Linked DNA regions of Ovis aries: region 1 is linked to region 2. Evidence: chromatin contacts called from public Hi-C data. All regions are on one chromosome and are shown on one strand. Each heading gives the region's core, a stretch centred on a gene start, on an enhancer-like site or on the middle of the called end of the contact. The rest is flanking DNA. Distances are from core to core; before and after follow the strand shown. Region 1 holds the start of UROD (uroporphyrinogen decarboxylase). Region 2 holds the start of BTBD19 (BTB domain containing 19).

The links. Hi-C and Micro-C count contacts between places; a contact is called where the count stands out from the background.
Region 1: a Hi-C map of mixed tissues shows a contact between it and region 2, with 4 times the contacts expected there. The contact joins the promoter of UROD here to the promoter of BTBD19 in region 2. A contact is called at or near these places in 7 of 16 Hi-C or Micro-C datasets (blood, hypothalamus, liver and 2 more).

The regions. Positions count from the first base shown.
Region 1 is chr1:19,662,701-19,665,400 of ARS-UI_Ramb_v3.0, reverse strand. It overlaps UROD (uroporphyrinogen decarboxylase), which reads right to left and starts at 1,374. Exons shown (of 10, transcript NM_001012341.1): 1 at 1,341-1,374; 2 at 541-653; 3 at 340-419; 4 at 202-264. The coding sequence starts at 1,360.
Region 2 is chr1:19,488,783-19,491,482 of ARS-UI_Ramb_v3.0, reverse strand. It overlaps BTBD19 (BTB domain containing 19), which reads right to left and starts at 1,375. Exons shown (of 8, transcript XM_042240077.1): 1 at 1,009-1,375. The coding sequence starts at 1,094. It overlaps DYNLT4 (dynein light chain Tctex-type 4), which reads left to right and starts at 2,523. Exons shown (of 3, transcript XM_027969146.3): 1 at 2,523-2,572.

The DNA of each region.
Region 1 (2,700 bases), core at 125-2,624, 170 kb before region 2:
ACATCTGGGTTCCCAACCTGTAACTCCTGGAGAATGAGATCTGTTCAATCCATGCCAGGAAGGAGGAAAAGGAGAATGAAACTCGGCCAAGCTCCATCTCCTCCAGCCTATTTTTCCCTCTGTCCCGTAAGGGTAAATGCTTTTCTTGAGCCTTGACTGTCCTTTCTGTTTTATACGTTTGAGTCAGATCTGAGCAGGTACCTGGGGTACGACAAGGATGTCGGAGAAGATGATGGCAGCATCCAGAGGGAAGCGACGCAGTGGCTATAGGGAACAGAACACAGATTGCTAGGTGGCCTGCGGAGGACATAAATCCCTCCTCTTTTGTCGACCTCTCACCTGCAGGGTAAGTTCACAGCAGGCTTCTGGGGAGCGACAGGTGCTGAAAAAGTCCTGGGCAGCCCGAGTTTCCCTAAACTCTGCAGACAGAAAAGGTAAGGCAGGGCTCAGCCTTAGGGAACCTCCAAGAGCCCTTCTCTGCCCCTCCAAAACTTTTCACTCTCCAGAGTTTTACCTAGACTCCGAGGCCCTGACCCTGACCTGGTAAGTAGCGTCCTGCCTGCCGCATGCACCAAACAGGAGTGTAGTCTGTTTCTTCTCCCCAGGCTGCTCGCAGGAAGGTGTCATTCTTAAGTTCCGGAAAACCCTGAGGTCTGGGGATCAAGAGGAGGGAAGGGTAGGTCTCAGTAAACTAGGCTGGGGGTTGGGCAGGGCTTGGGTTCTAAAGGCGGATACAGTCCATCCAGCACCGCTATCTGCCTTCTCCAGACCAGCTACCAAGCTGCGCCTCCCCGCCGATTCTGCCCTCTCTCTGCCTATCAGGTGGTGTACAGGACTAGAAGGGCCGGTGCTGGGGCCTTTACCCTACGCATAGTCCCAGTTTCCCCAGCCTCCCCAGTTTTCCCCTTCCCACTGGCAGGACTAGGAGAGTGGGGGTGAGGAGACGAAAACTCACTTAGGAGAACTGGTGGGGGGAGAGCATGTCTCTCGAACAAGGGTATCCATGGGCTAGTTCCAGGGCTGGAAGGTTTTGGGGCTGAAAAATCTCCAGGCGGGGGCGGGTAGTCATGGGGGAATCAGAGATGGAAGTCCGAAATGGGGATCTTAGTTGAGGATTAGAAAGTCCTGGGGGCGTATCCTAAATTAAGGTCTGGGGTACGCAGTCCAGCTAGGTAGTCCCTGGGATGAATATTTTAAGAATCCATGGTTGGAGGATTTGGAATCCCAGCGACTTGGGTTCTCCGGACTGGGGAAGAAGGGTATAGGAACAGATTCCTAGGCTGGAAGATTCAGGTCAGAAGCCCCTATGACCACACTGCGTGGTGGTCCAGGGAACTCACCTAGACTCTTTCGCCTCCATGATAAGCTGTCGGTAAACGCGAGCACAGTCCCCGTTATAGACTGAATCTGAGCCTGCCCTCTGCCCAGGCTCCGCCTCTTCCAGGGATGAACCAGGGCAGTCGCCATATTGAAGGTCACATGATCAGACTCCCGCTACCGCTCCTGGGCTGCCCCAGCGGCTGCCGGTAGGACCCCACCCCTAGTCTCTTCACCGTAAAGTCAGCTGTAGCGACGCAACAACAAACACACATCCATCCCCACCCCCCGAAAGAACTTTGCTGTAAATACACTTTGCATGGTGTGAGGAGTTTGCTCTCCTCTGACGGCCTGGGAATCCCAGAAAACTCGGCCCAAGGCTCACTTTTCACTCCCACTCTCCACGATTCTAATAATTTTATGCCGGGCTCAACCAGCCACAACTGTGGTAGAACAAAGTTGTACAGGAAACTGAAATAATTAAATATTACCTAGAAAGAGGCGGGCACTATAGTAGGTGCAAAGGTTACAGTAGTGAACACGGCATTTTCTTCCTCTAAGGAGCTACAGACTGATGAGGAAACAGAAATCAGCAATCACAATGGTAAATGTTTTAAAAGGAAAAAGCTAGACGCAAGTAGCAAGGACTCCATTTAATTGGGGAAGGCAATGGGATATTACAAGCAAAGGAAACAGCATGTGCAAAGAGAAGATGCAAAACAGCAATTGGGTTAATGGAAAACAGGATATCAAGCTAGTGGATTTAAATAATCTGGAACTATCCACAGAGTTCAGCTCATGCAGGCCTTTGTTAAATGCACGTATTCACTTTATCTTGTAGTAGTGTGACAGGGTACAAATAGCTTGGAGAAATCAGAAGAGAGGCACTGTGTTCCCAACTTACTGAGAAAAAAGTGGAAAACTCTCAAAATTACATGGGATTATTTATTTCCTGATACCTTTATTTGATAACTACATCAAAACAAAGTTTCCACCCAAGTGTCCCTCAACAATGAATGGATAAACAAAATGTAGTGTATTTATACAATGGAACATTATTCAGCCATAAAAATAAAATCCTGATACATGCAACAACATTGTTGTAACATTATGCTGAGTGAAATAAGACACAAAATGGCAAATACTGTATCATTCCACTTACATGAAATATCTAGAATAGGCAAATTCATAGAGGCAAAAAGTAGATTAGAGCTTTAGCAGATTAGTCCCCAGGGACTAGGGAGTGGGGACAAGGAGGAGTTATTGCTTAAGGATACAGAGTTTCCTGTTTGGGGTGACAAAAAAGTTTTGGAAATAGATAATTGTACACTTTAAAAAAACGGCCAAGATTGCAAAATTTGTTATTATTTACTATTAAAAATT
Region 2 (2,700 bases), core at 126-2,625:
GGTGGCTAACATTAGGTGGCTATGTTTGATCACTGAGGGGGCACCAGGGCTGATACAAGATCAATCCCAATGTCCCTCTCCTCCCCAGCCTGTGACTCTGGTGAAGGGAAACTCTTTTTGGCTTCTCCTCCAGACTGCAAACTCAGCTTTTTCAGCCTCCTCCAGACAGGAGGGGGGAGGAGGAGGGTGTGGAGGGCACTGACTGCAAACAGACACGTCAGTGATACACTATCATGAGCCAGACCACATTTTCCATTTTCATGATACTTCCGGCCCCAGCTGCTGGGCCTCTGAACAGCACAGCGGGTAAGGGACAGATGATGAAGCCTGAGCTTCCTGGAGCCTTCTAGGCTCACGTCCAAGGCCTGGGGGGCCGGTGGGGGGGGGTCTACTGCTCAGACCAGACTGTGACACCCAAAACAGTAGGGTTACAGAAATTGCCAACCTGTGGGAGGACCCCAGCTCTGAAGCAGTGGAGACAGAAAGCTGCATTCTGGTTCTTCTGACCGGCCCTGCCCTGTGCTTGGTCCCCGGTTAGACACTACAGGCAGTAAGCCCCAGGCAGTACATGTGAACTACTTCTGTCTGCGACTCTGGCTCAGTCTCTTGAGCTTTGTTCCCCTTACAAGTCCTCAGTCCCCAGAATAGGATTGTCTGTTCCTCTGCCTCCCCAGGGAGGCACTCAAGTTACACTCCACTTCTCAGGATCCAGAGGGCAGAGGGCTTTTCTCTGCCAGGAGCCCAAGGTCCAAAAAAGGAAGGCCTTTCCCTGAAGTCACATAGCTGCTCTGAGCTCTAGTCCCCACTGCCCCCACCTCTGGCTCTCAGGCTATCACAGACACTGCGTGATCAGTAGCCATCCTCTACACTCCACTTCCCCAGGCTGAGTTCACCCGGGAGAAGGGTCAAGTCCTAATTCTCCACTTCCTCTGTACTCAGAGATTCCTCAGAGTCATGGGTCCCAGCAGAGCCAGTTACGGAAAACCCACAGACAGGCGCCCCTCTCACCTGTATAAGGGGTTGTTGATGAGGCTCCGGAGTGCTGTGGAAAAAGGCTCAGCCTCCCCATGCACAACCAGTCCTGGGGTCTCCATGGGTGGGGCAGGGGGCTAAGCAGGTGGAATAGCCTAGGAGGCTTGTTATGTGTGGGAGAGACAGTACGTGGAAGGAGCAGAGGCCAGGCTGAGCCCTAGAGCTGGTGAAGAGCTAGAAAGGCCTGAGAGGGAGGGGCAAGAGATCCAGAGGCCTGTTTGCTGAGAAGCTAAAGTTTAGGAATGAGGCAGGAGAGGCCCAGAAGGCATCAGAGGCCAGTGGAAGAGGCCAGAGGCTTGGGGACTCGGGGAGGGGACCAAGAGAGGCCGAGGTGGAGCAGACTGGACTAGGGAGGAGAGGCTGGCTGCTGATGAGGCCCCAGCTGGGAGCCTGCCCAGGCAGCGCTGGGGTGGGAAGCCTGTGGGTTTCCACGGAAACTAGAGCCGGGCCAGAGAGGAGGCCCCGCCCAGCTCCCACAGGCCCAGGGAAAACTTCAGCCCTAGAGGGGCCCTAAGCAGAGTTGGGGGGTCTTAGCATCCTGGTCCCTGCCTGTCCGGAGTTCAGAGTTCAAACTTCCTTCCCCTCTCTCCCCTCCCCCTACAAGCATACAGGTTAAGCGGACCTGAAGAACTCCCATCAACAGGGAAAGTCCTTGTCCCCATGGACCATTTTCAAGGTCCAGAGCTGGCTTGTTTGGGAGGTGGCAGTCCTGGGCCTCCCAGAGAGGGTTCAGGTGAGGAGGTGTCAACACTGACAGAGGCATCATGGGCTCTGGCGTCCCTGAAGTACAACCACAGTGCGAGTGGGGGCAGTCTGGGCACTAGGGCACACAAGAGGTGTGGACAGCGGGTGACTAGGCCCAGGACACTTAAGTTAGGTCAGCAGGACTCACTGAGGAGTGAAGTCACCACTGTTGCATCAGATCTGAGTTCCAATGGGTCTCCCTTCCCCCTCCCCCAGCCGAGAACTGAGGAAGTCATCCAAGCCCCACCCTAGCTGTATACAAGGAACGGAAATGTTTGTCCTAATTGAGGCTGATGGGGAGACGATAGGGCCATGACGTGCTCCTTCCTGTAGGCCCGGATCCTGATTCCTGAGCAGCCACCCCAGCAACCTCAGGGTTTCTCCATATCCCAGGCCTCTGCGACTTGCTCACAAGTAGAGAGCCAGCCTTCACAAGGGCAGAGATGGACAGTGGCTCAAGAGCCCTGGGGTAGGGGGACACCTTTCTGACCAGAGCCCCCTCTACATCTGCCCCTTCACTCACACTTGTATGCCCTTAGGCTCTAACCCCCTGTTGATCCCCTTCCCCTGATGACTCAGCCACCAGGCATTCAATCAACAGGTGCTTACAGTAACACTCCCAGGTTAAGCCAGAGCCAGGACTGGTGAGAGGGAACCAGGAAGAGGAGTGAGTGCTTGCCCAGCAACCCAGGGCAACTCCACAACACAGGCAAGGGGCCCTTACCCTCCTACCTGCCAGTCAGGCCAGTTGGGCAAGGGCTGTTAGGAGAGCGCCTGGAGGACACAGGTGGCTCAGGTGCCTAAGGAGTTTGGGGAAGAGAGGGCAGCCATCCCAGAACTGACTCCGGAGGTAGGGCCAGAAGCCAAAAACAGGCTGAAGGATCATCCTGAGTCACCTAGCCCCAGGCTCTGCCAGAGGCCCTA